Linked DNA regions of Mus musculus: region 1 is linked to region 2. The links are chromatin contacts, called in public HiChIP or PLAC-seq maps. All regions are on one chromosome and are shown on one strand. Each heading gives the region's core, a stretch centred on a gene start, on an enhancer-like site or on the middle of the called end of the contact. The rest is flanking DNA. Distances are from core to core; before and after follow the strand shown.

Region 1 (5,168 bases), core at 1,618-4,117, 240 kb after region 2:
GAAACATTGCACATCCCTTAAGTTTGTTCAGTATGGACCAAAAAGAAGTCAGTAGCTAGACTGGTCAGGAGAATGTAACTTTGACAGAGGAAGAGTACTGCAACCCCCGACCTCACTGCCTCCTCCTCTTTCTTTCTTTCTTTCTTTTCTTGTTCTTTCTTTCTTTCTTTTCCTTCCTTTCTTTCTTTTCCTTTTTTTTTCTTTTGGTTTTTTGAGACAGGGTATCTCTGTGTAGCCCTGGCTGTCCTGGAACTCACTTTGTAGACCAGGCTGGCCTCGAACTCAGAAATCCGGCTGCCTCTGCCTCCCAAGTGCTGGGATTAAAGGCACATGCCCGGCTTTCTTCCTCTTTCTGCTCAAGCGATGTCCGTGCTCCCTGTTCCAGTTGAATACCACATTTCCCCTCGTCCAATCACTATGACCTTTCTGATCTAACCTTTTTTTTTATCTAGGGGAGAGGGGACTTAAAGTGTCTCATAGTCTTTGGGGATTTCTCATATAAAAATAAAAACATTCAAGTTAGCATGAGAATTCTAAATGGAAAAAAAATTGTTGTATATTTTAGATGCAGAATGAAATTATATTCTTCTTCCAGTTGAGGGAAAGTAGATAAAATAAAAAGCAGTTCACAGCAATGATTTTAAGTTGGAAAATAAAATTGCATGCTGCATAAAGTGTTTTGTAAGTATTAATATGTATTATTATTATGCACTCATTATTTTAAATTTTAACTATTCTATATTTTAATATAAATGTTAATAGATACAGAGAAGCTCATCATACATATCTTAGACAACATAACCACAGGTTCATCATTTTAGCACATGGTAATAGAAGTGATACAGGCATTTTTAACTATTGTATCCAAGGAAATAATAACATATAGGTAAGAATACCTATCTACTCCATTATATCTTCTGTCACTATGCCCAACCATTTCATTTACATTATTAAAATTTCATATAGCATTTTAAATTACTTAATTTTTAGTTTGTACGATCTGTAGCAAACTGAAGCTTTCCATATGTATATAAATAGAATGCATCATTAATATATTTCTTGAATGATGGAGTGTAAGCCATTCTAACTATTTGTTGCAAACGCGAGCTCTGTACTGGATTTGTGGCATTTGAAAACTGACACCTGGGTGTAAGTGGTATTCACCCAGGGTCACTGCAGGCAGCTCCATGAGTGGTGCCTCCACAAAAGAAAAGGGAGTGGCAACATTCACCTGCAAAGCCAAGGTCAAGGCAATCCATGAGGTAGACAGCCTTCAGTGCTGAGCTCGAGACCAGCCTGGTCTATATAAAAAGTCCTAGGAAAGCCAGAGATACAAAGGAGTCCCTGTCTCAGAAAACAAAATGAAACCAAGGAAAGCATGAAGTAAGTGGCTGAAGAGCTCAAGCCCATCTCACTTAGGATAACAGATTTTGTCTTGGACTCTGCTTTCTGGGACACTGACAATGAAGCCAGAGACTATTTCTAAAAGTATGGAGCAACCCTCAACTTCAAGGCAAGATGGTGCACTGTAAATCTGACCTGAAACTCCACAAAAGAAAACAGAGATGCTTCTGCGATGAGACCATGTCTGGAGATGAAGTCATCACGCCAGATGAGGGCCTCAGCAGGAAAGCAGGCAACAGAACTGAGAACCCGGGCCCATGCAAGCCCTAACATTTGGCACAGGAAGCTGAAGGTAACTGTTGCTCCTCACATACACTGGATAGCACCAGGACCCTCAAGACCAAACCAGGCCGAAGTGGAGTACAGGAGTACAGGAAAGGACTTCTCTTGTACAAACAGCAATCATGCAAAACACAGAAGCTACAGAGCCCAGTGACACCCACCGTCCCGTGTCCCATGTGAGTCCTGCTAGGGACAGAAGGATCTGAGAAGGTGCCTTTCAATACAGAACAGATATATCAGGAATTCAATCCATAAGTTAGTGCTGCCATTAACATCCTTTTGCAGTGGGCAGTAGTTGATGGAGAGACTTGTAATGGTCGAAGTACTGGGAGTAAGTGATTACTTATGTGTTCTACCCTAAACGGAACATTTATATCAACTCCTTTCTGCCGAAAGCTTGGGAAACATTTTGGAAGGATCACATTCACTGTTAGGAAGGAACCAGTCACTGGACCTAGAGGATGAAAATAAGAACATGGAAAGCAAGGATAAAACACATGATATTGGCAGGGGGTGGAGTTGGGAAACAGTAGGGTAGATTTGGCTTGAATACAATTAATATATGTTCTGCATATATCTGACATTTCAAATAATACAGTTAAAATTCTTACCAAAAAGCTCCTAAACTAGTTTTGTGGGACATGTGATCTGTGCCACATATTCAAATTATGATTATAAAAATCTTATTTGCATAAACAGTATACATGTGTTCATACCCATGTTCTCGTGTACGTGTGCCTTCCTGAGTTGGGTGTGTACGTGAGTGTGGAAGTGAGAGATTGATACTGAATAGCTCTCTTGATTGCCTCCACCTTATTTTCTGAGCTATTTTGCTCACACAACCTACAGCTTGCTAGTGCTGCAAGATGGGCTGGCTGGCTGGCCAGTGAGTTCCAGGGATCCTCTTGTTTCTGCCTCCCCAGTGCTGGGGTGAAGGACATGTACTGCTAAGCCTTTCTTTAGACATGGGTTCTTCAGATGTGACTTCAAGTCCTCATGCTTATCTGGGAAGCAGTTACTGACTGAGCCATCTCCTTAGCTCTGAAACGTGGCATTTAAACACAAATAATATCCAAAGGAATTTGTTCAGACTGGTAAGCTAAACACATACCATAGATGCTTATGTGTCTTGGTATATGGTTTTGTTACACTTAAGTGCATGTCAAGGGCAGATAATAACTAAGGGAGGAATTTTCCTGACGTTGGAGAGGTTGAAGATGCTGAGTAAGTGAATATCTGCACAGTACACGGGCAGGACAAGTGAGTAACAGCAAACAGAGAATGCAAAGGAAGAGGAGCACCACCCTGCAAATGCATAAGTCATCTGACACAAGGAAACAGCCCCCAGGAGAGCAGGATGCAAGAGAAACTAACGGCTTTCATCAGGAGAATGACATTCTCAGAAAGAGCTCTGCTCACTGCCGCTCTAGTGTAACAGTCTAAGTAGCCTGGTGGAACTGAGCACAGCCAGGGGATTGGAGGGCAGAAAGCAGAAAGACAGTAAAGTAGCCAGAACTATATAGAACTAAAACCAAACATACAAAGCCAAAACTCAAACCAGGCAGTTTCCTTGCTGAAAAGCCCCAAAAAAGAACTGTGCACATATCTGCAAACAGCAATTAGCAATGGACTGCCCAAGGAAACGGTGACCATGAGGGACACCCAGTGCTCTTAGGAAAACCAACTATCAAAGTCTAACATAACATAAACAAGAGAAAAAGCAGATTTGACCAACCAACGCCATTCCCCAGTTACTACTGCTGGCGTGCTAGTCAGCTTAACTAATTTACTAGGAATGCCTTGCAATGGAGTTGGTTTCTGAAAATAAGCACAGTTTATCATCTGTTTTCTTTTTTCCTTTTTTAATTAAGCCTATGGAACCAGTGAGTGATTCAAAGTCTAACAGCTTTTCATTTTTAGTTCTGCAATTCGCCTTCAGTGTATTTACAGGTGGAAATGAGCACGCTTTGCAGAGATCCCATGAACCAACACAACAGAACGGTGAAATGGGAGAGCTGGGCTTTAAAAAAATAGCTACACTGTGAAAGTCAATGCATTTTTGTTTGAAGAACCTGATGGCTGAATGGTGCTTCAAACATGAATCAATTAAATTCCTCTAGGAAGCTAGGGGAACACAGATGGTAAATCCAATTCATTTCCACTAATGCAACAGGGTAGACGCTTTTCAGGATGCGGTATCATGTGACACACACTCCAGCCCTCTTCCAGATTAAAGTTTGCTGGTATGTCAAGTACCACCCTAAGTGAAGATTACTGAAACTATAAAGTATGCCTGTGAAATTGAATCCTAAGAAGTGTAAATTTAGACTTCTCATTCTTTCTGTCCTACCTGCCTTCTCTTCCCGCCCCAACCCATCTTTTAAATTGGATTAGAGCTGGGCAATCACCCAGGGGTGTAGAACTTGTTCCCTCTCTCCCTTTATTCACGTTTTTCTTCATTTGAACTTCTAATAGGATTGACTTCCAAGGTTTAGCTTCATTTTTAATATTTTTAAAAATATAACTTAGGACACCTTTGTTCATTTTTCTCAACATGAAGTAAAATGAAAAATTTTTAAAAAATTAAAAAAAAACCTTTCAACTCACAGTTTTCCATGGATATTTTAGATACATTTAGATGTAGTGTTAGTCATTTGATATACTAAGAAAAAAAGAAAGAATGTACCTCAATAACCCGCCCTTCTCCACCTCAGAATCCCTCTTTACTTTCCCCATAAACTCAGTATGTCATAGTAGGAGTACATTTTAAAAATCAGAAGCAATATATACATTCAAATAACTATATACTGCAAAGACTTGACTCTTGTGAACTTAATGATACTCAATAACCCTAAATAAACTATAAAGAGTTTTGTTTTTAAAACCTCACTACAGCAGACTGTATATAGTAACTATGTGGTTTTCACAAAGTCTTAATTTCTTGATAAACAGGAATCGGGCCCTCAGGATTGTGGGTTTTGAAATTAGGGTGTGTTTAGATTTGGAGACTGCCCAAAATTCATTCACATCTAGAAGGGAAAGCTCACTGCCAAACATATGCAATCAGGGAAGAAAAAAAAAAGATTACATTCTAAATAAGGTTTGTATAACAAATACTTCCATCTGTTTCAGAGAGATCAAATACGACGACTTTAAAACAGTCCATTGGCGTTTAAGCATCTGGCAAGAAGAAAGTGTATTTACGAGAAGGCATTCACATTAGCTATATTATTTTGTCCCCAAGGGTAAGTAATGGAATGCTCTGAAAGATTACGTCTCACATATTTATGACAAAGTGGAATTAAAACATTACTTTCTTCTAGATAAAATTTGCATGCCCTTCAAATGTTCTTATTGGTAAGACACAGCCTATTCAGATTCTCGTACAAAAATAAAAAGACTCAGTCAGGGGGCTTTATTTAAGTTAATTATTATAAGTAAGCCACCACAATAAAGTTTAAAAGATTTCCAAAGAGAATCTA
Region 2 (5,307 bases), core at 161-2,660:
AGGCCTTCACCCCATCTTCCAGCTCTGCTTGGTGTTATCTTCAGCAGCTGCTTATTACTCTGTCCTTTCCCCTGAGGAATCTGGGATGTCTCGGCTGACTCTGGGTTGGCCCCTTCTGAGTAACTGCTTTGTAGTTCCACATTGTTGGAATGGATTTAAATATGAAAAGAAAGCAGGCAAGATGTTTGTTAGCAGCAAATTGTAAAATATATATATATATATTATTCTCTATGATTTTGAACTTAGGTGCGCTGTGAGTTGGCTGAAGCCAGAGTGTCGGGTTTTAATAAGGCATGCAAAATAGGATAATTCTGGGAAAGAAACCATCAAGGCAAAAATCAAAATGGAGTTCTGTGGTTTCAGAAGCAACAGCTTTTGCCAAGAAAACCAATAAAATATACTGAGGAAAGACCATAGTAGGCTGTTTTTTAAAAAAATAAGGTGAAATCTTATTTTCTTTGAAATTTCCCAGCTCAGTAACTAAGGTCTCAGGATTTTCTTAGGCCATTTCTTCATTGATGGGATCAAAGGTTTACCTCTGTGCATGTATACAGATGATGAGTTTACACTCAGGTGCCTTTGTCAGTTGAGACTCATGGAGGTTCAGTGCTGAAGAGGCCAATGGAAACCAAAAATCCCCCAGAGAAAAAGCCAGCATCCAGCGAACATCACAGTGAAGTGATCTATCCTGTCCAGACCAAGTGTGCGAACATTGGTCTATATTCTCTGGATGCTGAATAACCTGATTCGTATTGGAAATCTCTGTGTTCAAAATATCGGGAAAATATAAGGATATGTGGAAAAGAAAATAAATCTAAACGTTGGATACTTTGCGCTGAATTCATTCAAGACTTTAATCATTAATTAAACTCATTTTTGGCCATGGGATCAGCTTGCCTTCAATTTCACCCGCCTCAGTCATTAAAAACAAAAGGAACCTAGCTTTATGTGCATGTGCACACACATGTGTGCTTGTACGTGTGTGTGTGTGTGTGTGTGTGTGTGTGTGTGTGTGTGTGTGTGTGTGTGTGTGTGTGTGTGTGTGTGTTTCTATACTCTTGACATTTTGAGTCCACCCTAAAGAGAATGATCTGAAGGCGTGAATGGGGTTTGCGGGTAAAGAGGCTGGTGGATTTCTCTACATGACAAGGTTTGGATTGGAAGTCTGCTAAACAAAATGTTAAGAGCTGCCCACAAGGTTGTAAATCCACAGTCTGCAAAGAGGAAGGGAGAAATACAGAGAGCGACTGGGGTGTGTGTGTGTGTGTGAAGTATTTGTGGGTTAGATGAGAAGCGAGGGCTGAGTGAAGCCCGAGAAGGAGGGGTGACTGGTGTGATTTGTTTGGTGTTCTGAGCCAATAGAAACTCCAGCCTGTGATAATATCCCCATGCAGCGCCTAGAGGACTCAGTGCTGTCTCCAGCTCCTTCCACATCTGCAGGCGCGGCTGGGACGCGCTCCGCCCTCTGTGCGCTCCACTGGGCTCCGCTCGCTCCGCACACCCTCGCTGCTTCCCAGGCCTCCTGCAGAACCAGGCTGCGGCTGCCCCCGACGATACGGCGCACAGCCCGCTGTGGATCCTGTCATTCACAGAGAGGAGAGGGACAGGGAGACACACAAGGGAACCGAGGAGGAGGCTTCCATCTCGTCATTGCAGGTATGCGGCTTGTCACAACCTATCTGACTGCGCACAGGTTTCTATCTTCTGCCTTTCTAAGGCACCTAGGGTAGATTCACGTCTGTCCGCGGGGCTGGCTGGTTCGCAGAGAAGTGCCGAGTGAATGCCCCCTGAGTTACACTGCTTTCATGTGGCTGGGGCCACCAGGTGGATTCACCTATTGGATTCTGCGTAGGTGGAAAGCCCAGACCTTTAAACTTCACAGCGATCTTTAAATTAACTAATTAAATAAATAACACCAGTATCTGCACATTGTAGTGAGGGTTCCCCTTGGTGACCCGCATTCTAATGATGACCCAACATGTAATTGTTTAGAAAGCAGGTTTTGAATATAGTCAGCCTACCTAATATGTTAATGTGTTCCCTGTAGGATCAGGAAGCCACAGAGGATTTGGGCATGGTCTTGATTTCCTAAGCATGTACCAAAGTGGATACAGCCTCATGGCTGAAATATCACTATGTATTTAGGCTGTGTCTGAAGGAGAGAAGGAAAGAAGGGAGACAGCAAGTAAAAAACAAAAAACAAAAAATGCAGTTGTCATAGTCTTACCTTCACTGATCAATTAATGATACATTTGTCTTTCAGCACCCCTGACAGGATGAGTTCTAAACTCTCTCAAATTAGGTTAAAAGCATACGAATTGATCCCAGTACTCAAGAGGCTGAGGCAGGAGGATTGTGAGTTCCAGGCCAGCCTGGGCTACATAATTAAAACTATGAACTGAAAAACTTTGTACAAAATATAAACATTTCCAGGCAATGAAATGTGTAGTTCGTAGTTTTGTTTAATCGTCCAAGGTATAGATTTCTCTGTGTTTATTTTTGAGGTGAAAGGTAAGGGGGGGGCGATAAAATAGCTATTTTCCTGGGAATTTGCCATGTTTGATTCACAATTTTGAAGCTGGTTATGTAATTTTTCCCCCATGTTGATTACTTATGATTCAATTAACATTGCTTAATCAGTTCCATCTTCCTGGAAAAGCCAACGGGACTGAGTGAGTAATTGTGATAAAGGACTGGTCCTGGACAGTCCTCAGGGCTGATATTCACAGCCTTAGCCTCTGTACGAAGTGCTTTTCCTGGAATGGGGATACAGAGTAGGGGTCTCTTCAGGATGTCACGTGGGCCATCAGATGCAGAATCTGAGGAACGCTCTACTCAGTCAGCTCCTGGTATTTGCTGATGGAGACCCATTCATTGACAGTTCAGAGCTGGCTCATCCCCCCTCCGGTTCCTGAGTTCCAGCACTGCCCTTATCCCAAATCTTGTGCCTGCCCAAGCAAGATAAGGAAGTTATAAGAAAGCTATTCACTTTGCATATCACCGTGGAGCGTTTACGTCGACCCATTTTCTTTTAATCAGATGGCTGTGTTCTTTCGTCATTAGGAAGAATGCATGCGTCGTTCTACTGTGGAGTTAGGAAAATGTCACATTTTTGCCCTTTGACCAAAGCGAGTGATCACATGGGACATTTTTTTAAAAAAGTCTTGACAGGCAATAGATGTGCTGGGTAAATGCTATGTTTAAGGAAGAACATGTTAGTACTGTAGAGAAATATATCTCATCCTTAACATCCTCTGAGAAACTGATTGTAAAATGTTCACTAGTCATTGCATGCAACTCACCCAACTTAAGTCTATTTGTAGTTACAAGAGCTTAATAATAATAATAATTGTTATTATTATTACTGTTGGTGTGTGTGTGTCTGTGTGTGAGTGTGCGCATGTAAGGAGCTAATAGAAAAACTTTAGGGAACCACTTCTCTCCTTCCATATTGGGATCTTGAAAGCAAACCCAGGCCGTCAGGCTGGTGCCGCTGAGACATCCTGCAAGCCTGGATAGTTTTGTCATGAGTATTTGTCAGTATCCTATAACTCATTTCTCCTTGCCATTCAACTCCAAAGCCATGCTGGGTACATTGCATTGACTAAGTGAGAGTACAGTCGTTTTGTATAGGCTGAGATATATGAGTGGCTTTCAGATACATGTCTATATCTGGATGGGGGTCTAGGCATATACATACACCGCGTTTTGGTTATTCACTGTTTTTTGCTTATCATTTTTATGGAGAGAGGCACTCCGATCCTCATTCTCTTTACATCTTACAATAGCCAGCCAGAGATCTAGATTTCCTCAAACTATGTAAGGTATAATTTAAACAAATCACATGCCTTCAAATATTTTAAAACATCTCCACCTTAGCTCTCTTTTGATTCAAGAGAATGGTTTTGAATCCTGAGTTGGGTCCTGGGTTCTACTGATATGAGATGATTGTATTGCCTGGTCCAAGAGTAAACCATGGTAGACCACAGTCTCTTGGGCACACTGCAGGCTGGGTTAGCCAGGTTTGTGCTCCAGTGCAATGACAGCAAATATGCCAGGTGGCAGGCAAGAGCACTATGTTAGACTCTTTCAAGCAGTTAGGAGAACAGCAATGAATTATTCCAACCCAAGAAAATGTGCCCCATATTGGGCTTCTGACCAGTCGCACAAAGGACCAGCATGTAAGACGAATTGCGTAGAAGAGGAAGACATGTAATTATAAATTTGATCGATGGTGGCATCTGCTTCTTCAATTACCTGCTTCTCCTCCTATCACATAACTCTCTTGTCTCTAAGAACTGTACACATGGACTTAATAATGTATAAAACCAAACCTGATCACATGTCAGGCTACAAAAATGTGGTCCTTAGACCATTTGTTGCAACACTAACCTATCTCTTTGGCGTACTTGCCACTACCATGACTTCTAGTAGGAAAATCTCCTTGCCTCTCCAGCACATTGACAGTCCCAGCCCTTGGTGGGGCACTAATTGGTAGAGATGAGTCCCAGAGCCGTGTGGGAGTTAAGAGGGTGGAGAATAAGATGTCTCACGCAACAAGAATGTGAAGTGAGACTCTGTGACGGTGGACAGCCTCAAATGGGAATCCAGGAGCCAGAGGGAAAATGAGTCAAGTTCCTCTGGTTAGCTTCAAGGATATAGATTTGATGCGATGTCCTGAATATTTTCAACACTCTTTTCTGTGTTCCCAGGTATACTACACACAGGTGTGGGGTTGAAATAAACAGTTTTTGATGTGCTGACAAGCCTGGACATAGAAGCCAGAAGAGGGCAGCATGCAAACTCTGAAAACTATGATGCTGCTTCTTCATGTGCTTGTACCAATTTCCCAATGCCTACAAAATTCCTGTTCAATCTATGTACTCTCTTCCTTCTAGAAAACACAGTGTAGAGTCTAGAGAAGAGATATGTCACCCAGAGGGATTTTTTTTTTTTGCTAGTTTTGCTTCACAGTTGGAGTTGCCAGAAATAAGGAGAGCAACCAACTATTTAATAGGGAGCTCAGCTTCAGTTTCTTTTCGCTAACTTCACTTGTTGACTCTAATCAAGCAGTCTTTATACTATTAGAAGATGAAAGAATGAGAAATTAAATACAGGGAAGAGGGAAGAAGGAAGGTTGGTGTTCCTTAAGGCTTCTCCACGAATAATATTTTTTATTTGTTTGTTTGTTGCTGTTTCATCAGCAAAACCAACCATTACTGTGTGTCTCAAGTGTAAGTTCAAGGCCTCTGCATAATCAGTGATACTTTTGAAAACTGGGCTTCTAAAATGAGAGATGAGGAATGA

What was found. HiChIP or PLAC-seq counts read pairs in DNA pulled down with a chosen protein or histone mark.
Region 1: a CTCF HiChIP or PLAC-seq map of the NIH/3T3 cell line shows a contact between it and region 2, with 14 read pairs. The contact joins the enhancer-like site here to the promoter of Grem2 in region 2. A contact is called at or near these places in 7 of 39 promoter capture datasets (the 3T3-L1 cell line, 3T3-L1-derived adipocytes, cranial neural crest and 2 more), 1 of 15 datasets of contacts at CTCF or cohesin (the NIH/3T3 cell line), 2 of 484 Hi-C or Micro-C datasets (nephron progenitors and uterus), 2 of 115 datasets of contacts at active chromatin or transcription factors (the NIH/3T3 cell line and embryonic fibroblasts) and 2 of 9 other capture datasets (adipose tissue and pancreatic islet).

The regions. Positions count from the first base shown.
Region 1 is chr1:174,675,135-174,680,302 of GRCm38.p6, reverse strand. All of the region lies in intron 8 of Fmn2 (formin 2), which reads right to left. Among named protein-coding and RNA genes, the nearest start is that of Gm51689, 79 kb to the left of the region's middle. Within about 2 kb of position 2,867, at least 14 of the 459 cell types and tissues checked have an H3K27ac peak or open chromatin away from gene starts, as enhancers often do. A contact at or near this core is called in the NIH/3T3 cell line, where this site is marked.
Region 2 is chr1:174,917,922-174,923,228 of GRCm38.p6, reverse strand. It overlaps Grem2 (gremlin 2, DAN family BMP antagonist), which reads left to right and starts at 1,410. Exons shown (of 2, transcript NM_011825.1): 1 at 1,410-1,656.